Regions from separate parts of the Triticum aestivum genome. Here region 1 is linked to region 2. A link is a contact called in public Hi-C data. All regions are on one chromosome and are shown on one strand. The core of a region is the stretch at or near the end of the contact, and the rest is flanking DNA. Distances in the headings are between cores, read along the strand shown. Region 1 has its middle 11 kb from the start of LOC123058219. Region 2 holds the start of LOC123060897 (WRKY transcription factor 6).

Region 1 (7,365 bases), core at 3,898-6,397, 960 kb after region 2:
AGTGGGTAGGGATGGGCGACTACTACCCAGTAGGAGTAGTTGCATGCCTTCAACTGGGCAAGTATGCAGTTCTAGACGTCGAGGCTGGACACCAAATACTGATAGGCAGTCAAGCGAGCGGGTAGGCATGGACGAGTTGTGGCTGCATGGCTTCCACTGGGCAAGTGTGCAGCTCTAGACGTGGAGACTGGAATCACCGGATAGTAGAAACTCCCTCCATTTCACAATATAAGATCGTTTTGCGATGTAGTAAACGATAGTTGATTCTGATATGAGAAAGTGGTCAACTGGGCAGAGAGATGCCGCTCCGTTTTTTCCTTGACCCAACCGATACGGGAGTATAGGTATACGCACCGAGTGACGGAGTGCGCATGCAATCACGCCGTGCTGTGCAACTTTGAACACCAGTCGTCGTTGCCGACTTGCCCGTGGGGAATCCAGCAGTGGCAACGTGATCGGCTTGATTCGAGATTGACCAGTCGTATATATCTAGCTAACCGGTCCTGCTCCTGCGCCGAAGAGTACTCCACGGAGATGGGCAACTGACCGGTAGTACCACGTACATGCAGTAAATCATGGAGGGCATGAAGTCAACTGCCGCCAAGATGGGCAACCGATCCTGGTTACCCGGTCCCGTCGGATCACGCTACTCATGTAAGTTCTGTCTGTGTACGGCCACATTTTTATTTGCGGGGTACGGCCACATTTCAAGCACGTAGGTGAAAATGTCAAAGTACCCACCCTCCACTTGCATGAGAGATGAGACGAGCGTGCATGCATGCATGCACCGAATAAGGAAACTCCGGTTCTGTGTGAACAGCGTCAACTCGGGATCTGATTACCTGAGATTTCTAGGCGTCTTCCAGAGCGGTGTCATTTAAGGATCGCCCAGCTTCCGCAACACATGGGGAGATTTTCCACCCTGCTCACAGTACTAGCGCGACCTCAAACATCACAACTTGCACAATAAAACTAGTCTAAACTGGCGATCAAAATCAACCCACGTAACGATGGAGAATTACTTCGGTTCATTTTGGATCGTCTCGGCCGGACAATTTAGTAGCAGCCCAGAGTTGAGCGACCCTTCTTCTTTCTAAAACATTGTCATCGCATGCACATATTCACACAACGTCTATTGAAAACTGGAGTCGTGGAATTTTTAGATTGACGAAGTCACCATATATAGAAACATCGTGTCTCATTGAAATATTTTCTGTCATAACAAGACACATGCATGTTTGACCGCAGGTGGGCTGAAAGGGTACAACGTACCTTTCAGGCTGGCCATAGTGGGGATAATATAATCGGTAGGGACTCGCAAACATGCTTATATGTCAAACAATTAAAGAAGTCAGAGAGTTATATAGTACTACCTCCGTCTTGGTTTATTAGTCCTCTTCATATTCTGTACCAAATTTTAACCTTAAATTTAACTAAAAAATATTAATGCATATCATAAGAAATAATATAATTGAAAATCATGTTCAAATACAAATGCAACAATATTTTTTTTTGTGACATGCATTAATATTTCGCTAGTTAAATCTTTAGTCAAAATTTAGCACAAAATACAAAGGAGACTTTATAAACCAGGACAGAGATAGTAACATAGGTAGTAGATACCGTATCGTAATAAATGTTATGTTACTATGTGTCATACATGTCAATAAATGAGATCACCTATGATAGTAATCTATTATACTACTATGCACTATGAATGTAGTATTGATACTCCCCACTATGACCACCCTCAACTATCCACCAAAATTATATTTAACTGGGATATAATTAAATGTTTGATGGCTTTGGAAATGAGCAAATGGCAACTATGCAGCAGACTAACACTATTTCGATATGAACTCGTACATCTATATAATAGTTTGTGAGAGAAATTTGACAAAATGTGCACTCTTTTTATTTTGGCTTTGACAAAGTGACACGCCCATTTGTCACAAGCCTGTGCCACAAAAGTCTTCGAGCCGGTAAGCCACCTCGTAAGTTAAGACATGCCACTACTAGTCTACCGACCACACCACACTAGTAAGAATGTGATTGCAACATTCGTGAGCGCCTTGCACTTGCCAAAGGGTGGGAATCGATGTTGTGAGTGCAATCTCAGACTGATCCGAAGTTCCGTTTCATCAATGTTGTCGGTCGACCGCCATGGTGGACGAACAATAAGCGCCTCACTGCTGCCATCCACCAAGAGGTGGAAGGTCGCGCAACATTATTCAGCTGCGACATGCGTCTCATGTTGCCATCCTCGTCATTAGACAACAACCATTGTGAGGTCTTTGGCCCCAATAGGCAATAGCAGCGCATGAGGTTGGAATGGAGGCGGGTTTGGAAGGGAGGCCTCTCCGCTGATCTTATAGATATTAATTTTGGCATTAGAAAACCTAAAACCCTTGTGCTCCTTTTGTTTACTTTGAGCGATCTAGACCCTATAAAACAGTTGTATCATTTTGTTAAGAAACGAAACACCTATTTGTCCAAAATAAATTCTAGCCAAAACCGAAAAAAAAGGATTTCAATATACATCTGACGTCAGATTATTAGCGTAAAAAATATGACGCCCTGAGCTACGTCGGGTTCCCGTCGAATACATGGCACTTATTCGCTGCAGCGTGACGATTTTTCTGACAATTATTTACACCATACATGACAATTTTCACTTTAAAACATGGCAAATCCTTATACAACAGCATGACAAATTTATCTGTATTCACATAGCAAATCTGAAGTCTTCGCTTGAAAATCCTAAAAATCCAATGTCAGATTTTTTTTAATATTTAGAGAAAAATTGCTACCCGGTTTCGGTGTTAATATTTGTGAACTGTATTCCCAAAAAAAAAATTATGAACTGAACCTAGAATACGTAGCTGGCGTAGTGATGCCATGGAGGACACAAAAGTCAGTGGAAGCAACCGGTCGCCCGTTGACATAAGTATTTCCACCGATGTCACCGCAACCACGTGTGGCAGCGACCCAGATGATTTGTTAACTAGCGGTGATTAACAAAGCTATTCGAGGACACGCGTAGAGCTGGATTAGCGCTACTCGCGGGTCGCGTGATCTTCGACCCACGTAGTAGTAGCACTACATTTCTACTACTATTTCCTCCGACGACTTGCACGAGAGGAGTGTGCTATCACGTCTGTCCACGATCAATCGTACAGTCTCGCGCCAGTCTTCTCCCAAATACATATCACGTTTCCTGCATCGAAGAAGTCTAAGCAAAAAATAAAATATCAACGCTGTGTATATATGGAGCTATCAAGCTTGTAGAAGAAAAACTCCAGACAAACGTGAATACATTCTTTTCAAAGGTTATACTAGTTCTCTCCGGAAATTGGAACTGTTGTATACTATTATTAGTTGAAGGGTTTTCTAAAATGTTAGGTGTAATTCTGAATTCCAGAGCGCGGGTGTGGTTGCCCACGCCGTACGGCTAGAAAAGAAAAATGGAAGCGTCGTCGCCCCCTGGAGACGCCACCCCCTGATTGGTGGATCTGGTCTTCATGCAGTCACCTGAACGGGACTTCCTCCCCTCCCTCGGGTCGCCGCCCAGCACGTACGTACGTGTCCCCAGTGATTAACAGCCTAGTTAACCCCGATTAGACTAAGGCTAGTCATAGTGGGAGTAACTTAGCTAGTAACATAGCACATTTCAATAAATTTTTACTTATGTGGCAAGTAATTAATGAAAGGTGATAACATAATATGTTACTGTAATATAGCGATTTCTAAGACAAGATGAGTCTGTAAGATAATAAACGAAGTCATCTAAGATACTACTATTATATTACTTTGCATTATAAAGATACTAACTTAGGCTAGTGTCATATGCATTACACTAGTCTAAGTTACTCCCCACTATGACCAGCCTAATTTTATCTTTAGGGATTAGCATGGACAAGACACCTGTCCCTTTCCGTCGTGGAGATAAGAAATGAAGAGAGAGACGACGGGCTAAGCGTCTACGGGCTAGCTTAGCTGGTAGTAGATGATAGAAAGCACGTAACTCGGCTGATTAAAGTACGTTATTATCCGTGAGATCTATTTAATCTGCCCTCATTGACTTGCTGTAAAACGACAAAAGGAAAGTCTTCTTGCTCTCATCAGGTGCTGCGAAACTCGAGCGATGTCCATGTAGAGAAGAAGAGAATAACATGGTGTAGCTAGATTAGTAGCATTAGAGTAGCCTATCGGATGGTGATGTGATGGAGCGTCGAGTGATACGCCGTGTGAATCCGGGCGATGCCGGCGCCCGCGGTACGGCCGGCCGGCCCCCGCACGTCTTCCACGGCTGATTTCTTGGACCGGCGCCTTTTTGACGCAGACGATTGAACCCGCGTAGACCGCCCAGGAAAGAAAGAAACCACCGTGTCTACTCAACAACCTCTCTCTCTCTCTCTCTCTCTCTCTCTCTCTCTCTCTCTCTCTCTCTCTCATGCCCATCACTCACGTTGAAAAATGATTAGTGGGTGCACCTAATCGGGGAACTTTGCTAACACTGTTTTGCAACCTTGTTGCTCAATCTAAATTATGATATATGATGAACAATCTCCTCTTCTTTCCTTTTCCGCTCTTGTGCAAGGAGATGCAAAAGTAGGGGATATCTCTTTCAGTTCTGTTCCGGACCAACAGAAAAGCTCTTCTCTTCTTTCCGGAACGGAAAGGCATATCCATACCGGACACTCCGGAGTGCCTTTTCAATGTGCCACTTTATCCTCCTCGAAAGCAAGAGAAGGAGCATCTTGGACTTGACCAATACTACGAACTTGCATGAGGCGATGCCAATGTTTCGACCGACTCTACTAATACTAATCCCCACATAATTGCATGCCATGCTACGTAAACTCACGTTGCTTCTCAGTTACTCCCATCAGAATATATGTGAATGGGGAAAAGCAGATATCCACGCTAGGAGTTGGAGGAGGAGAAGATTTTGGTAGTAGGATGATGGATGCAAGGCAAAAGAGGTTGAAGAGCGGAGACGGCATTGACCGAGATATGATTGTCCGTGCGGTGCTCTCCTCTGGTCTTCGCAACCACGTGGGCGCGAGAGATGCCAACCAGGCATGACAAACCTATCCATCACACCACTCGTCACCAAGCGACAAGGACGCGACTAATATTTCGGAAGAAGATTGAGCGAGCCCGTCGGTGTCCAGCTCTGCGCGTATCGGCCTTGGCCACTGGACTACTGCGATATCGACCATTGTTTCGGGTTGGAGAAGCTTCCGGAACAGACAAATCGCGTGTTGGTTAAGACTTGATTTGTGCACCAGTCTTCGTGTCTTCGAAGAGGTGAACAACTTTGGACTTTTTTTTTCCTCGGGTCTGAAGAACTATCAGTACCAAGTGTGCACAAAGGCATATCAGTACAGAGCACATAGTTGAAAATTTTGGCTGACAACCGCGTACCAGGGAGACCTCTCGAGATCGATGGAGCGTCCAGGCCGTGAATCCACGATTAACTGGCTTTGCTACTTTCAGAACGTATCACGTGATTCCAGTTTTCAGAGAAGACATGCAAAGGCAGTTGGCCAAGTGGTGCTACTCATGCTAAAGTGCATGCAGCCAGGTGTGAAACTGGATAGATAGTAGTGCAATTTCTGAAACTTAATTTTGTTTGCCTTACTTAAAGTAGTGATCTAAACGTCCTTATATTTCTTTACAAAGGGAGTACTATATTATCAATGTCACGGGAGATATGCCCGTCTCATCATCTGCGTGATGAACAATGGCACAACGCTGTAACCGCAGTTGAATCGTGATGCCTGAAGTGCTGACTCCTGAACCAGGGGTGTTGGCAAAAGATAATATCATGATACATTACTCAAACGAGTCAGTAACTTGGTAGCAGAGAAGGATACCAACTAACGGGCGTTGTAATCGAAAGTACCCTTCCGAGGTCGAGCTCAAATGAACTCAGATGAGCAGTAAAGTGAAAACAAATTCAAAAAATTCTAAAATTATTTTATGGAAAACTTTGACAAATGTTCTAAGGTTTGCACATTTTCATCATGAGATCACACTCGTGGAAGGCGTGGCAAAAAAAAATCAGTGCTCCAAAATACTTTCGAAAGTAGCATTTCCGGAGCTGATCTCATGGCAAAAATTTGCAAGCACTTAGAACATGTGTCAAAGTTTACCAAAAAACAATTCAGAATATTTCGAATTTTACATTTTTTATTTTACTTCATCTAAACTCATTTGAGCTCAAGCTCAGATACTGTGTGTCCCGTTGTAACGAATCTTGCTTATAGCATTCATCAGTGGCTCCACTTCCACCAAAATAACACACGAATTTTTTACACTTTAGATATATGTCAATCAGCCGAATTTTAAATTTGGGTCAGTCAATTTCTTGGCCTTCCATTTTTCCTCTGTGACTTGTGCTGTTTTTTTTCCTTCTTTGTGTGGTCTGTCTTGTTTTGGGCTGTGAATAATTTGTCTGGCCACTGTTTTGGATCAGTCAATCCCTCAGCCCATTGCATGTGTGACCCACCCTTCCCTTTATACCATTGTTTTAGTCTGTTTTTTTTTGTTTTATGTGTTTCGCTTTTATTTTCTATTTTTCTTTATTAGTCAGTTTTATTTTCTATTTTGTGGGTATTTATGAGATGTTGGGTGAGTATAAATATATAACACAAATAATATACAATATTTGTGAAAAATGCATGATTATATGATTATTCCCTGCATAGTTCAAAAACTGCAATTTCAGTGCAAAGTTGTGTACAAGTTTTTAAAAAATTACATTTATTTTCTTCTTCTTAAAATGTACTCCCTCACTTCCAAACTAGGTGTCTTAACTTTGTACTAACTTTAGTACAAAATTGTACTAAAGTTGAGTCACTTATTTTGGGATGACGGGAGCAATAAAATCTCACTAATTCATTGTTCCTTGTAAAACTTCACTATGTTGATTTATTTTAGCAATTATTTTATTTTCTTTATTCTTGAATGGTAATACGAAAGCCACTATTATATGCTCATTCCTACATATATTTTTATAGACATTGCATGCATATTTTTCATTACTTGTTTTAGATTTGTATTTCATTATTTCCCTTCTTAAATAGTAATACCAATACCAATAATTAATTATTCCTTTGAAAACTTTATTATTTTATTTTCTTTCTTCTCAAAGGGTAATACCAAAGCCAATAATTTAATATTTCATAGAAAATTGCATTATTCTGATTCCTGATTATTTATATTTTATTTCTATTCTTCTTAAAAGGTAATACAAATTCCACTAATTCATTCTTACTTAGATTTTTATTTACTAAAAAAACATAGACTTTTTTATTTTTATTTTCTTTTAGTTTATATTTCATTTCATTTCTTATT
Region 2 (7,709 bases), core at 1,751-4,250:
ACTTGGTCTTCGCGGGACCGATGACGAGATCACGTTCACATCCGAGCGAACCGGCCGGGCAGCGACTTGTTTGAAAATGCCAACGAGAAGAAGGTAAAACAAGCCAAGACAAGAGAGAGCCAGAAAGGGGAGAGGGGTGCAAAAAAATCTCAAGATGTGAACAAACACGTAGATGAGCATCCGGTGAGCTGTCATTGTTCTTTACCCCCGCATTTCTTCTGCTTTGACTAGCATAGAAATATCTCCGAGGTGGGGGCCATTATTTTACTTATTACTATAGTTATTATAATTATTACAGTGAAATATCAACAGCTGCCGGCGATGGAAAAAGAACTAAGGGGAAGGAATGAACTAATACAACCTTTTTTTTGCCGCCGCAAAATCACGAAAGAAAAAGGGTGATCGTATATCATGCTTGGTATCAAAACCAAAGACACGTCTCGACAAGCTAATCCTGACCAAAGAAGAATGGAACACCATCCGTGTATAACTTGCAACCTAGCTAGTATCTGGTTTCTCAACTCTTTTCGAACTTGACCAGGTCGTTCATTGGGTCTCGCTGTTGGTGTTGTTGCTCGTCGTGTTGTTACTAGTCGTCGTCACGTTGTTGTTACTGGTGTTGTTGTTGCTGTTGTTCGCGTTGCTGTTGCCGGCGGCGTGCTGGCCGGCCATGATCGACGAGATGGCCGCGGCGAGCGCCACTGTGAAGTTTGGGTCCGCGGTGATCGCGGCCGCCGCTGCGCTGACGGTGTCGGACAGCTGGCCTGGCAGGCCCATCGGCGGCCTAGGCTGCGCGAACTGCCCGGCGTCCACCGAATCGGAGGACATCTGCAGGCCAGAGAACTTGGACTGGTTGTACAGCATGTGCGGCGGCATCGCGAAGGCCGGGGCCATCCCACCGCCGGGCATCGGAACATGGAACTGCCCCGGTGCATGCGGTCGGGCGACGTTCAGCGGCATGGCGTTGGGCGCCCCGGGCGGGGCGTGGGTGAGGTCGAGCGTCACCGTCGGGAACGGCGCGGACGCCGAGATGGTGGCCATGCTGGACGAGCATGGCAGCACGGTGCGCGCGAGGAAGTTGGAGCTCATGAGGCCCGCGCCGTCGGCGCTGGGCATGGAGCCCGAGAGCAGCATGGACGCGGCGGCCGACGTAGTGGATGCCATGGCCATGGCGGCCGGCGGGAGCGGGTGGTTGTGCGTGCCCTCGTACGTGGTGATGAGGATGGTCCGGTCCTCGGCGCATCGTTGCACCTGTTAGTCAATGGCATCACGCATAAAGAAGAAAGTTAGACCAATCATACACCCCGTCCCCGATACGCTACTTCCGGACGTACACCTTTGACCAAGAAGCGAACCAGTCGTGGCCAGTTAGTTAGGAGTACCTGCTTACGCACCGGGCAGCCGGTGGCCATGGTGCAGCGGTAGTAGGCGCGTGGGCAAGGGTTTCCCTTGGCCATCTTCTGACCGTACTTCCTCCATTGGCATCCATCGGCGATCTGCAGCCATGCACGTACGGTAAGGTCAGCACGATCCATACACAAGGACTACTCAAGATTGCAAGTGCAAAAACAAGAAAATGATCAAGAAGAAGAAGAAGCAGTCTCACAATCGGGGCTTCGGATCGTGCGCGGACGGAGACACGGGCCTTCCTCATGGTGGCCTCCTGCGCTTGCTGGTCATGGCCCTTGGCCGCCGCTCCCAGCTGCTGCTGCTGCTGCTGGCTCATCCCGCGCCCGGGCAACCACCCCGCGGTGGACGGGCCGTCGGGGTTGTCGCCGCGCTCAGGGTCCTCGTTCCCGTTGGACGACGACCGGCGCGGGCTCCCGACCTCCGTGGACGAGTTGGACGGCTCTTCCGCCACGTCAGCGCTGGCTCCGGACGGGCCCAGACCCAGGAACTGCCTCGGAACGATGGCACTCTCGTTCTTGCCATCCTAATAAAAACGGAAAAAGAGGAACTGATTCAGTAAATTTCTTGGCCAAGTCAAACTAGCGATCCCTGGCTAGGTTACAAGTAAGAATAGTACCTCGTGGGTCGGAGGTTGTTGCGGCTGGACCGGAGGCATCTGGGTCCTTTGCTGCATGAGCGCGACGAGATGCATCTGCAGCGCATGGTAGCTGCTGTTGACCTGGGTCAACATCCCTCGCAGCCGCTGGTTCTCCTCGTTCATGCGGCTCAGCTCGGCCTGCATCGCCGCCAGCTGCAGGACGCGACACGCGTAAGTTAATACCGATCGAGTCAAACATCACCGGCCAGATCCACCATGTTCGCCGTCGACAACGCTAATCGACGAGATCGAGATTGTAATTGTGTGGACAGATCGTGGATAACTACGTACCTCGCCGGTGTTCCTGCCGTTCCTGTCCTCGTCGGCCCGGGACGCCCCGTCGTCGTCGACCACCATGGACCGGTCGCTCCTCGTGTTGTTCCCGGTAAGGAGCTGCAGGATCGAAAGGCAAGTATTAGATCGCCGTATATAGAGAGAAACAAGTAGTAGTACCTGCTGGCAAGTCTAGCCATTTAAGAAGTAAGGAGAATGGGTGAAGAAGCGGTGGCGGACGTACGTTAATGGTGAGGTCCTCCTTCTTGATGGCGAGTCCGGCGGCGGAGGCCTGATCCTTGTGGTCCTCCGCGTCAGCACCGGCCGATGCGCGGCTCTTCTTCATGTTCTTCTTCTCGTCGGAGAAGAAGTCAACCTCGATGGACCTCCTCCCCCTGCCGCCGCCGCCACCGCCGCCGTCGTCCGCCTCCATGCTCCTGTGGAACGGCGCCGGTGATAGCAAGTTCAGGAAGCCGAGCTGCCGCGGCGAGGCGTCCAGGGCGAGCAGTCCTCCTCCTCCTCCGCCGCCACCGAGGTGGCCCTTGTCCATGCAAATCGAGAGCCTCCCTGGAGAAGAGAGAGACGCCTTGCTAGCCGAGGGGAGAGGGAGAGGGAGAGGGAGAGGGAGAGAGAAAGAAACGTGTCGTAGAGACCGAATGAGGGAGGAGTCTGAAGTCTCTCCCCGGTAGGACGGGGCGCGTATAAAAAAGGGCGAGCTGGCCGGGAGGCCCAGATCTGACATCAGGCGCTGCGTCAGTGCGGGGGCCCACGTGGCGCGGCCGGAGTGGCGGGAGGGACGACGACCCGATCCGGGGCCCACGAGGACCGGATCGCCCTTTCCGGCGAGGCGGAGACGGACGGCAGCTGGCTGGGCTTTGGCTCCATGTTATTTTCGTGCTTGTCTGCGCTTTTCCTCCCCCGGCTTGCAACTTTTCTCCACGGATCAGAAGCCCGGCTCGTTAAGAAATCGGGAAATTTATGGGCGGGGCGACGGCGACGTGCCCCGTGCAACAAAGCGACGTGGGGCGCTGCGTCTCCTTTTTCCGGTCTGCAATGGCGACTTCGCCTGTCGGTCCAATGATTTTCAAGATCGCGTTGTTGATACCGCGGGCCGCCGTCGCCGCCTCGTACAAGTAACACGCACATTTTCGCAATAATGGGAAATGTTTACTAGGAGTAGCTTTTTAACCAACATTTTGGCTACAGGCGGTAGTAATAAGGTCTATCCAACCCTGCGTGGCGTCAGATCACACCGTCCGTTGATCGATGTCTCGCCATTTCACCAAAAAAAAACTATGTGTATGGGGCCTCTTCTCTTTTGTTGTGCACAAATATGGGGCATCCTCTCTTTTGTTTGTTGAACAACGAACAATTCTTTTTTGCTGTTGAGAAAGAATATTGAGGTCAGCACGTACTGCACGAGGAATGGAGTTTTTCCACGGTCAGAAGGTTCCTCCCATTAGATTACTCGCGCCAACAAAATGGAAAAACGGTACGGAGCAGGTCAGGTCAGAAACGAGCTGGTGCCGATCCTGAGGCTGCCCTGCCTGATTGATCGGCACGGGGTCGCGAGTCCACACGCACAGCAGACTCGGATCTCCCCCGTTTTCTTAATCGCCTCTCGAGATCTTTATGGCCTGGCTAGCTAATCTTCTTTCTTAATGAGATTTAATTTTGAATAATCGTTTCGCTCCAGGTTCGAGGAAGGTTAGCCGCAGGGGAGTCAATGGGCGCAGGGACCCGGTTCCACGAAACCCACGCTCCCGATTGGGCCCGGCCCGCTCCACGTGGACACAGCGTCAACGCCCTTGACCTGCCCGGTCCCACTGACAGGGCTTGACGAGCGGTGCTTCACTTCCTTTTCTTCCTTTTCGGGCGTCTTTTTCGGATAAGAGCGGAACAGTGCTACCTCGCTGTCTGCTTCGTATCAAAACATGGCGAAGTCGAAGCCAAGTCGGGGATTGGCAGGATGTAGGCATCCCGCCTTTTGGAAGAGAGACTGCGTGTGTGTGTGTGTTGTGGGAACGGTCCAAGATGCGTTCGGTGCCGGTGCATACGTGCTGAAATTCTTAAACAAGCTTTCATGCATCCTTAAAGGAGTTGTTTGGATAGCTGGAATATAGAGAATCCGTTTTATATAAAACAGAAAAACGGTTTAACAGACTAAAACCATGTTTGGCTCTTCCAAGTAATCCACGGATATGTAAAATTGGATTCCCATAAACCTGGAATTTCGGGTTTGTAGAAAAACGACCATTAGTCGTTTTTTCTATAAACGCGATTCCTATATCTCTCGAGCCCATCCCGTGATTCGTCTATCTTACTGGCCGATCCTCCTGGGCACGTTCATCAACGGTATACCTAGAATCTACAGACGCCGGTAACCGACGACAGCCGCGACGAGTTCTCACCGGTGTGCCACACATCGAGGCCGTCCTCCTCTAGCCACCGGCCACAGGCCGCCGCTTCTTCGGCGTCGTCCATCTTGGTGGTCGCCGCCAAGGTCAGCTCCTTCGCATTCGTCACGTACATGCGTCCGCAACCGGCGTATCAAATCGATCCAGTTGGTTCCCTGGTAGCTAGCTTCTACATGCCGGTACACGCGCCATCGTTTAATACGTTTTGCAGCCGGACGATAGAATTATCCAGCCATTGCTCTGCGCAGCAAGGTTCTACGTCTGTGTGCGTGCTCACGGCCGTAATTTTGTGCGTTCGGCAGTAGGCGGATCGAATTGATCCAGCGCTTGCCTCGGTATACCTAGCTTCTACATGAGCCTGAACGCGGCCGTCCGGCGAGATCGGTGAGCCCAGTCTATTGTACTTGCGGACCTCGACGGAATGTGACCAGAGAATGAGAAGATCACCGCCGAATAGGAATAGTCTGAATCATTGTCGAATAAGGATGTGACAAACACACTTTCCAACCCAAACGTAGTCTTATAGAAACTGATTCGTAACAGAAAAAATAGTAAAACTGGTTTTGCTAAAAATCAGGTAAAAACTCGTTTTTTATAAACCAATGCCTAATATTCGCTACCCAAACAACCCCAAAAGTTGCCTCTGCCTATCCTATACTCTGATTTGATATACTACTCTCTACAGTTTTTGGCATGTGCACTTTGTGTGCCGTAGGGGCATGATTGATGGTCTCAATAGTTGCCGTACCACTTCGATTTCATCCACGCGGGGGTGCTCCGTGTTCGCCCACCGTGTGGAAATTGATCAGGGCCTACCGCCTATTGGGTTCGCTAGCTGATTGTCATGTCGTCGGCTATTAATGTTTTCTTGGAGGGTAGATTGTCTTATCATTATGGCCATCGTGTTCCATGCAACAACAGGTGTTGATGTTGTAGTATTTCTTCTTATTTTTCAACGTAACGTTGGGCGTTCTAGTACTCCCAAGTCTACTACGAATGTGGTTGCAACGGTAAATAAAATTGTCACGTACTTAAATTTAATAAAAATTGTGTGTGCAAGCACAACTGCAATCACTATGGACAAACAGTTGGAGTAATTATCCCACCCACCAAAATACCGCATCCCGAAGTCTAGATTTTTTTAATATCAGTCGCATATTAAACACGAAAATGAGCCTTAGACCAGGTCCACTTAGGTGGTGTTTGGTTCTCTAGTCCTAGGATTTTTTCTAGTCCTTAGGACTTTTTAAAAAAGACTCTTAAGGAGGTGCTTCTAAGGACTTTTAGTAGAAAGTCCCAGAAAAGTCCCACCCTATTTGGTTTGCTAGGGACTTTTTCTAATCCCAACATAAAAAAAATCCCTGAAACCAAACACCCCCTTAGCAACACTATACTCCTCCATTTGTTCGGTATTACTACGGAACAACTCTAATTATCCTAGCCAACAAAATACCACACCCCGAACGTTTAGAAGAGAATCAATATCAACCACACATTAATCATAAAAATGAGCCTTAGGCCCTGGCTCCACTTAGCGACAACATACTCCATTTGTTTGGTATTAGGCTGGTCGTAATGGGAGTATTATAAGGCTAGTCATAATGGGGAGTAACTTAGAATAGTGTCATGCATATGACACTAGTCTATGTTACTATCTTCATAGTGAAGAGTAACATAGAGGTAGTGTCATACTAGATGGTTCTATTTATTAGCTTGTAGACTCATTTTGTCTTCGAAAGTGTTATGTGATGGTAACATATTATGTTACTCCAAATACCTCTCTCTCCATTAATTACATGCCACCAAAGCAAATTTATCTTGGGGTTTGTTATGTTACTATTTAAGTTAGTCTACCCACAATGGGAGTAACATAGATAGTAACATCACACATATCTAGATTAAATAGATGACGTGGCATGCAATAAATGAAGAAGAGATGAAAATGGTAACATAGCTAGTTACTACTAGTATGAGTAACATCACACATATCAAGACAAGATGTGTCTATAGTCTAATAAATGAAGTGCTCCATGTTATCACACATATGTTACTCCCCACTATAGAGGTAGTAACATAGACTAGTAACATGGGCATGTTACTGGTCTATGTTACTACCCATTGTGGCTAGTCTTACTCCCACTATGACCAGCCTAAGGCTGGCCATAGTGGGGAGTAACTTAGACTAGTAACATGCATATGTTACTAGTCTTTGTTACTACCTCTATAGTGCATCGTATCATAGATTAGTATCATATGTGGTCTCATTTATTACCATGCATGACACATAGTAGCACCACATTTATTATGTTATGATATCTACCTATGTTATTATAACCATCTCTCTTCTTTAATTGTCTGCCACATAAGCATGTTTGCGAGTCCCAAGTACATGATACTACTTATGTTACCCCCACTATGGCCAGCCTAAGGCTGGTCATAATGGGGAGTAACTTATACAAGTGTCATGCATATGACACTAGTCTAGGTTACTACCTTCATAGTCCAAAGTAACATAGTATTAGTATCATACATGGCTTCATTTATTAGCTTGTATACCCATCTTCTTTTGGAAAGTGCTATGTTACAGTAACATATTATGTTATTTTAAACACATCTCTCATCATTAAATACATGCGCTATGTCTTTAATGATGAGAGATGTGTTTAGAGTGACTTAATACTCCCTCCGTCGGATGAAGAATGTACGTTTGGGTTTAAAATTTGTCCACAAAAGAGTGTATTTTTTATCTTCTCAATGCACTTTAAAGTATTTTCTCTTATCACACGGTAATCAAGACCAATAGCATTCTATACATAGTCTTCTTAATATTTACATGCACTTAGCTCATTGGGGGCTGGGTAATTAAAGAGGAGAGATATGGTGGCTTGCATTTTTCTAATGCATTTTTTACTCCACTCCATAATTTGTCCTAAAATTCTAGATGTACACTTTTCACCGGACGGAGGGACTAT

The links. Hi-C and Micro-C count contacts between places; a contact is called where the count stands out from the background.
Region 1: a contact with region 2 is called in a Hi-C map of leaf, with 7 times the contacts expected there. The contact joins the enhancer-like site here to the promoter of LOC123060897 in region 2. A contact is called at or near these places in 4 of 5 Hi-C or Micro-C datasets (leaf and an unstated tissue) and 1 of 1 datasets of contacts at active chromatin or transcription factors (leaf).

The regions. Positions count from the first base shown.
Region 1 is chr3A:185,592,919-185,600,283 of IWGSC CS RefSeq v2.1, forward strand. No RefSeq gene overlaps it. Among protein-coding and RNA genes, the nearest start is that of LOC123058219, 11 kb to the right of the region's middle. Within about 2 kb of position 5,148, at least 1 of the 8 cell types and tissues checked has an H3K27ac peak or open chromatin away from gene starts, as enhancers often do. A contact at or near this core is called in leaf, where this site is marked.
Region 2 is chr3A:184,632,122-184,639,830 of IWGSC CS RefSeq v2.1, forward strand. It overlaps LOC123060897 (WRKY transcription factor 6), which reads right to left and starts at 3,001. Exons shown (of 6, transcript XM_044483764.1): 1 at 2,565-3,001; 2 at 2,339-2,440; 3 at 2,027-2,200; 4 at 1,607-1,933; 5 at 1,383-1,496; 6 at 195-1,251. The coding sequence starts at 2,870. The coding sequence ends at 547.